Regions from separate parts of the Pan troglodytes genome. Here region 2 is linked to region 1. Evidence: chromatin contacts called from public Hi-C data. All regions are on one chromosome and are shown on one strand. The core of a region is the stretch at or near the end of the contact, and the rest is flanking DNA. Distances in the headings are between cores, read along the strand shown.

Evidence for each region. Hi-C and Micro-C count contacts between places; a contact is called where the count stands out from the background.
Region 2: a Hi-C map of stem cell-derived neural progenitor cells shows a contact between it and region 1, with 5 times the contacts expected there. The contact joins the enhancer-like site here to the promoter of FAT4 in region 1. A contact is called at or near these places in 2 of 7 Hi-C or Micro-C datasets (blood and stem cell-derived neural progenitor cells), 1 of 1 datasets of contacts at active chromatin or transcription factors (stem cell-derived excitatory neurons) and 1 of 1 other capture datasets (stem cell-derived neural stem cells).

Annotation. Positions count from the first base shown.
Region 1 is chr3:126,502,878-126,506,586 of NHGRI_mPanTro3-v2.0_pri, reverse strand. FAT4 (FAT atypical cadherin 4) reads right to left here and starts at 2,395. Exons shown (of 18, transcript XM_054683363.2): 1 at 2,312-2,395; 2 at 1-1,889. The coding sequence starts at 1,877.
Region 2 is chr3:126,925,641-126,928,926 of NHGRI_mPanTro3-v2.0_pri, reverse strand. No RefSeq gene overlaps it. Among named protein-coding and RNA genes, the nearest start is that of FAT4, 420 kb to the right of the region's middle. Within about 2 kb of position 2,031, at least 6 of the 24 cell types and tissues checked have an H3K27ac peak or open chromatin away from gene starts, as enhancers often do. A contact at or near this core is called in stem cell-derived excitatory neurons and stem cell-derived neural progenitor cells, where this site is marked.

The DNA of each region.
Region 1 (3,709 bases), core at 1,146-3,645:
TCTGCCTCTTGTAAGGAGAAGCGCACTGTTCCGTTGTCACCCAGGTCCCCGTCAGTTGCCCTGAGCATCAACAGTTCTGTCCCTGTTGGGGCATTCTCAACCACAGACACATCATAACCTTCTGGCTGGCTAAATACTGGCTTTTCATCATTCACATCTAGGAGAGTTACTACAAGCTGGGCATAGGACACCTTGGGGTGAACTCCCTGGTCCCGGGCACTTATATTCAGAACAATCTGGGAAGCAAGTTCACGGTCCAGGCCCCCAGAAGACCCAGTGGTCACGAGGCCGCTATGTTCACTGATATGGAACCATCCCAGTCCATTGCCAGAGACAATGCTGTAACGCAGATTAGCATTGAGACCAGAGTCGCCATCAGTGGCAGATATCCCACTCACATAGCTTCCCGGAGGCGCCTCCTCGCTCAGGTTCACTCTGTACACTTGCTGTGAAAAGACAGGAGGATGGTCATTGATGTCATTAACAAAAATCACCAAGCTTGCCACAGAAGAGCGCGTTTGGACTGCTGCGCCAGGGGGCGCCCCGTAGTTATCAGAGACGGAAACTGTGAGGTTGTAGGAAGGGATGCGCTCGCGGTCCAAGGCGCTGGCCACCTTGATTAGGCTCAGGTTCGGCACTTTGCTGCTTTGCACTTCAAAGTGGCGCTGCTCATTGCCCCCGAGAATTTGCACGGAGATGTTCCCGTTGGCCGCGGGAGAATCTGCGTCCGTCACGGTGAGCAGAGCCACCACGGTGCCCACTTGAGCATTCTCATCTACCGAGGCGTAGCGCGAGGTGGCCGGGAAGTAGCGGAACTTCACTACCGGGTCATTGTCATTCACGTCCAGCAGCTGAATCAGCGCCTCGGCGCGCCCAGTGAGGGAAGGCACGCCTCTGTCCATCGCCTGCACCGTAAGCGAGTATTGGCGCCGAGCTTCGAAGTCCAGGGGCTCCCGCACCGTGATAAGTCCCGTCTCAGGGTCCATTTGGAAGGGGGTCCCCTCGTCCTGCAGGCGATAGCGGATGTCCGCGTTGGTGCCCTCGTCCGCGTCCGCCGCCGCCACCTGGAGGACGCTGGAGCCCACAACCGCGTCCTCAGGCACCCCCGCCTGGTAGTGAGAACTGCCAAAAACCGGGGGGTTGTCATTAATGTCTTGCACAGTCACGTTTACCTGAAGGTAGCCCCGCCGCTTAGGCTCACCCTTGTCCTCCACCTCAACCAGGAGCTGGTACTGTGGAGTGACCTCACGGTCCAGTCCGCCCTTGGACACCAGATGCAGGAACGCTCCCTCGCCGCTCGGGTTCAGGGTGATGTCCAGACGGAAGCGCCCCGCCTCATTGCCGCGGATGATGCGGTAGGAGCGGTGGTCCACACCGTTTGAGCCGATGTCCGAGTCGGTGGCGGTGTCTAAGATGACTTGGCGTCCGCTGCTACTGTCTTCCTTGAAAGTGACCACGATAGAGGGGTCCGGGAAAACGGGAGCGTTGTCATTGAGGTCCCGCACCAGCACTCGCACTTCGGTGGGGTAGGTGGGCGCGCTGGAAAGGACCACCAGGTTGATCACGTCGCTGGGCAGGCTCTCGCGGTCGATGGTGGAGGTGGTGTACAGGGCTCCGGTGCTACTGTTTATGGCAAACAGGGCGTGGCTTTCGCTGAGCCTGTAGGTGAAGCCCGGGCGCGTCTGGATGGTGCCTACCAGAGTGCCTGGAGGTTGCTCTTCCAGCACTTGGAACACCTGGCGTGGCTCGGCCCCGTGGACCCAGGCCTGCCCCGGAAGCAATGACAGTAGCCAAAACACTCGAAGGAGCTGAGATACTGATAGAGTGTGCAACGGGAGCCACGGGCGGCCAGTAGCCCTGTCTGGTGCTAAGTCCATGGTCCTGGCTCCCTAAAACGATGTGATAAAGAGAAGGAAGGGGTGAAGCAAACGCAATGATATTTACAGGGATTAAGGAGCGCCAGCAAAGATTCAGCTGACGGCTTGGTCTGAGACCTCTGCTATTTCAAAGAACCTCCAGTCCGGCAAAAGCAAGTAGCATCAGCAAAAGACTCTAGGTAGCCAGTTGAACGCGGAGTGCAAGAGAGATGCTGTGGCGAAAAGCGGCAGGGCATTCCGCGGGACACTCCTGTGAGCTGAGTTCCCAGAAAAGTTTCTCAAGCCTCTTATATATGCCCCCTTTTACTTTGTTTTTGAATCCAGATAGTCTGAGCGTTTTCACCCGGGTGGATGAGAGTTGGGAGAAGTTGCCTGTATCTAAGGTATATGAGGAATCATTGCAAAGAACGGTCTTCAGAAACTTTAGAACTTACCCGCAGCGAAGAACGTGAAGTGGGAGGAACAAACGTCCAAGCACAACTGCGCACCGGGGAAGGGGTGGTGGGGAACCGGGAGAATCGAATTCCTTTCCCAAAAGCTGGAGGCGATGGAATTCCTGGAGTCCCCACTCCTCAAAAGCCAGGCTGCAACGCCCCTCCAACAGGGCTCCGGCAGTGTCCGCTGAGGCCCAGGCGGCGGCGTCTGCGCGCAGGCAGTTCGGGAACTGCGTTCCAAGCCCTAGCGTTCGCGCTCTGGCTCCCGTACCCGGGAGCGCTCAACTCTGCCCCTTCCCCTCCTGCAGCCGCCGCCGCCGCCGCCCCTGCTGCGGCTTCAAGCCCGTGGTCCGGCACAAACAACAGCCAGGGCTCCTCGGCATTTTTCACCTCTGCCGGGGCGCCTGCCGACCCATTATTTGTACATCCAAATCGAACGCAGTTTCCCCTTTCTTCTCGGCCTCGCAGGGGTCGGGCAGAAACAGCGTGCGGTCCCCGAGTCGCCCTCCCCTCACCATGCCAGGGGGGTCGTTCTCCGGCGGCCCCAGTCAGAAGCCCACTCTAGCGCGCCTCGCCCCTGCCCTCGCTATCTCTGCTTTTATTGTCCCGTGTCAGTTTCACTTTGTAATCCACAAGGCTTTTTGTTTGGGGCGGGGGGTGGTTGGTGCCTCTCTCTCCTTCACCGTTGGCAGCGGAGGCGGCGAAGTCGGCGCTGGGCTGTAGTGACGCCCTCCGCAGCTCCGGACGGCGCCTGTCAGCGCTCTCCCTCTCGCCGGCCGGGGCCGAAGGTTGGACCGCGGTGGAGCTAGGGCTCCGCGAGCCCCTCTCCACCTCCCGCCTGGTCCCTCACACTCTCCCCGCCCCTTCCCCGCCGCACAGGCATGCACACACACACACATACACACGCACACACACACACACAGCGCGTCGCCGAAACACAGAGGGGGAGGGAAGACCGCGAGCTGGAGCAGCACTCAGAAACTTTGCTCGACACTCATTGATCCCCGCACTTTAGTTCGCCTGGACTCCCCCTAGCTCCCAGTCCTGTCACCTTCTGCCCCTCCCTCGCCCCAGCCCCATTGGGCCGGAGCTGAAGCAGCCCCGACCGGCACTCCTACCGCGAGCGCCCTCCGCCTTGCCTGGCCTCCGACTGGCTTCTCGGGATGCTAATCACTTCAGCCTCCCGGAGGGCTGTAGGCGGTCTGGTGTGGGAGCACAGCGAGGCGGAGGCGCTAAGAAGGGGGGTGATTTTTTTTCTTTTCTTTTTTTTTTTTTTTTTTTCCTTTTCGGCCAAATCTTGGCCGGCGTCAGAGCAATAACAGCAAAAGGCTGCCGCAGAATAGATGGGGGTGGGGTCAGGTTTGCAGATAAATAACTTTAGTGGCAGGGTCTGGGGGA
Region 2 (3,286 bases), core at 782-3,281, 420 kb before region 1:
TACTTTCCTTACCACATTTTTTTTCTGCATTAGAGACTTAGACAACTTAGAGAAGGCCTCCCCAAATCAGTCATCCAGTAGGAAGAAAAGATTCGATAATGAGGTAAACTTTTCCAGTGTTTTTCACGAGCCTTCCCCATCTGGGTCTTAGATTGACAGAACTGAATCTCCAGGAACTAGCACTCTCATGTGGCTCACAAGGGCCTCCACCCCTCTCAGGTTTGCACCCCAGATATGTGGTTACTGGACAGTTCAAGAACTTGAAACTCTCTGACAATACTCTATTTCGTCTTAATGCAGAGCAAAGTCACATGCCCCTGCCTGTATCTGATCCCTCTGTAAGACGCCAGATTCAACTGAACCTGACAAAACATGAACATTTTTCATTCATCCACACATTCACCAACTTTGAATGTTAAATGCCCATAACCATTTTCTGGGCCCTTTCCTGGGCTCACTGTCTTCAAAGCCATGGCTTTGTTCATTCATTGTCTCTATGTTCTATGTTTCCTTGTTGTGTTAAACCCAGACAAGTCAGCTCTGGGTTCATATACCTAAATGACCACTTGAGATCTCCATTTGAGTTTCTCACCAACGTCTCAAGCTCAACACGACTCAAAACTGCTTTCCTCCAGTGTATCCTTACTCAGTACTAAGCACTATTGCCCACACAACTGTTTAGTCCAATATTCTAGGCCATCCTTATTTCCTTTCTTTTCCTCATCTCATACACAATCTATTACTGGGTTCTATTGTTTATGCTTCCCTTATATTGCCTAAGTAAGTACAATTCATTCTTGTCTCATTTAAAAGCTACCACTGAAATTATTTCCTTCAAAAATATGCCAGGGTTTACTCTTTTATTTCTTAAATTTATTTCACATATTATTTTCAATACATTGCTTTTATGAAATACAAGCATAAGCTTCAAATTTATGCTATAAATTCTTTATTTTCTTCCCACTTCCCATGGAAACATGATCCAAAATGCTTAATATGGCCTACAATGACCTCCATGATCTGGCTTTGCCTAATGCTTCAGTCTCATTTCTGAACACTGCCCCCTGCAGTCTCTCAGCTTTAGTCATAATGCATAAAAATGCCAATTCATGTGCCCGAAATGTTCCCCACTCCCATCACCTAGGTTACCAGCATGCATTCTTCAGGGGTCACTGTAAACATCATCTCCTTAGAGAAGTCATGCTGATTTCCTCTTACATGCATTTCCACCAAGGTTTTAGGGCTTGAAAAATTTTTTAAACTTGTAATAATTGAGCATAATATAATTTCTCTTAATGCTTACCTTTTCCTTTTTACTACAAGTACCAGGAAGGCAAGAAATCATGCCAAGCATGGTCATCTCTGTGTCCCAAAATATCTGTCACAATGCCTAATATATAGTAAAGACTCATTCAATATTTGATAAGTGAGCTAACAAAAATAATCATTATTATGGCCAAGTTTGTGGTCCCCAAGCTGCTGTTTCAATTTTAAGAAGCCCATTCAAAATTCTTAGCTGCCAAGAGAAAACTTGAGTAATGTCTCTTTGCAAATCATTATATTCTTTCATTTCTCTCTGTGTTTAAAAGCTATTTCTTTATCCTAGAAAAAAAGTCATTAACAGTTCTGTAAATATCAGCTAAGAAAAAAGAAAATAATGTATCAAGAAAGTAAATTGAGGAAGATAAATCAAACATATCATGGAAAGAAAAAAGTATAAATTGTGATTTAAGAAAATGTATTGAAATTTGAATCTATGAAAAGTCTAAGAGAATAAATTTTCTATTGGAACAATAATGGAAATAACATCAGATTTACTAATTTTTTTAAAAAAGCAGTTAAAACCAGGCTCTTCTTGACTAGAGGGAGAAAATAAGCTGGTAAACAAACCTGAAGAAGTAACTTAGAAAGGTTTGTGTAATAGGAATGAAAATGATTTTTCACATGTCACAAGAAAGAAACATCCATTGGAATCCACTCTGAGGGTAATGAGCAGCTCGATTGGAATGTGAGCGGGAGGACGAGATGTCACAGAGCAACACTGAGAAGTACAGGCAGGCCTGGCCAGACAAATGCAGTGTTAAAAATCACACAGTGGCAGAGCTGATAAAAACACATGTGCTTTCTCACCTAGTACGTAAGACAGTAAATGCTGCCATTTAACTTCAAGTCTTACACTTGAAAACCCTGATATTGCAGATGTAACATAAATTAAGAGAAAAGGATGCGACTTTATTGGTTAAAAAAAAAGCAAATGCAAATTTAGAAAGCTCAGCATGTAGAAAATTGAAAACAGAGAAGGAAATTGTTTCTAGATAGTATTCTAATTCACAAGGTTTAATTTTCAACTGATAAAATATAGCACAGCCTTGACCCTGAAACATTTGATTTAACAAGCAAAGTGCTTTGGAGGAAAGCAATGTATTTTCATAGCTCTCATAGGGAGCAAGGCGATTAGCTCAGTTAGGTAAAATGTTATTGGTATTAATTAGTTTTTAATATTTCTCTTTATCACTAGGCTTTCTGAATGTTTTTAATTTGGCTCCCTAACTTTAAACCCTTTAATAACCTCTCACTGTGCAGGTGCAAAGCCCTGCCACGATCGGCTGATCTGCCTTCTACCTCCTGCTCTCTTTTTTCACCACTCCTGCCCTACCCCTCTGCTTCCTCCTCACTGTTCTCGGAGCTGTCTGTTGAACATATCAAGTATACTTTTATATCAGGGTTTTTCCCCTTATTCCCTCTAACATGGAGACTCTTCATATTTTCTGCACCATGGACCCTTCCTGGAAGGAGGTAAAGCAGATAGAGGTTTCTCAGAATGATGTTTCATAATGCATACAAAATCCACAGAATTACAAATGTAATCAATTCTATTGAAACAAAAGTATCAAAAAGATTTTAAAGCAAATTTTTATAGTAACATATATGCTTTTTAATTAATTCATCAAACTGAGATCTAGCAGCACATCTAAGAATAATCATAATGCCAAAATAGAGATGACAGTAAATGATATTTCAGGGTATCTTAACACTGTTATATAAAATACGATATCTGTAAATTAAGTACCAACATTACAGGTGCTGCTAGGACTCTTGTGGATTACTGATAAAATTCAAAATTGAAGGGAACACTAAATTTCACATACAGGTTATTGGGAGGAATATTTCCATATTTTTTTCCAAATCAAGTTCATAGGCTACCTGAATTCTAGGAGGGAGGCCAGACTGAAAACTCCTGCTTAATGAATCATCATTTTCCAAGATATCTATGTTACTCAGTTTT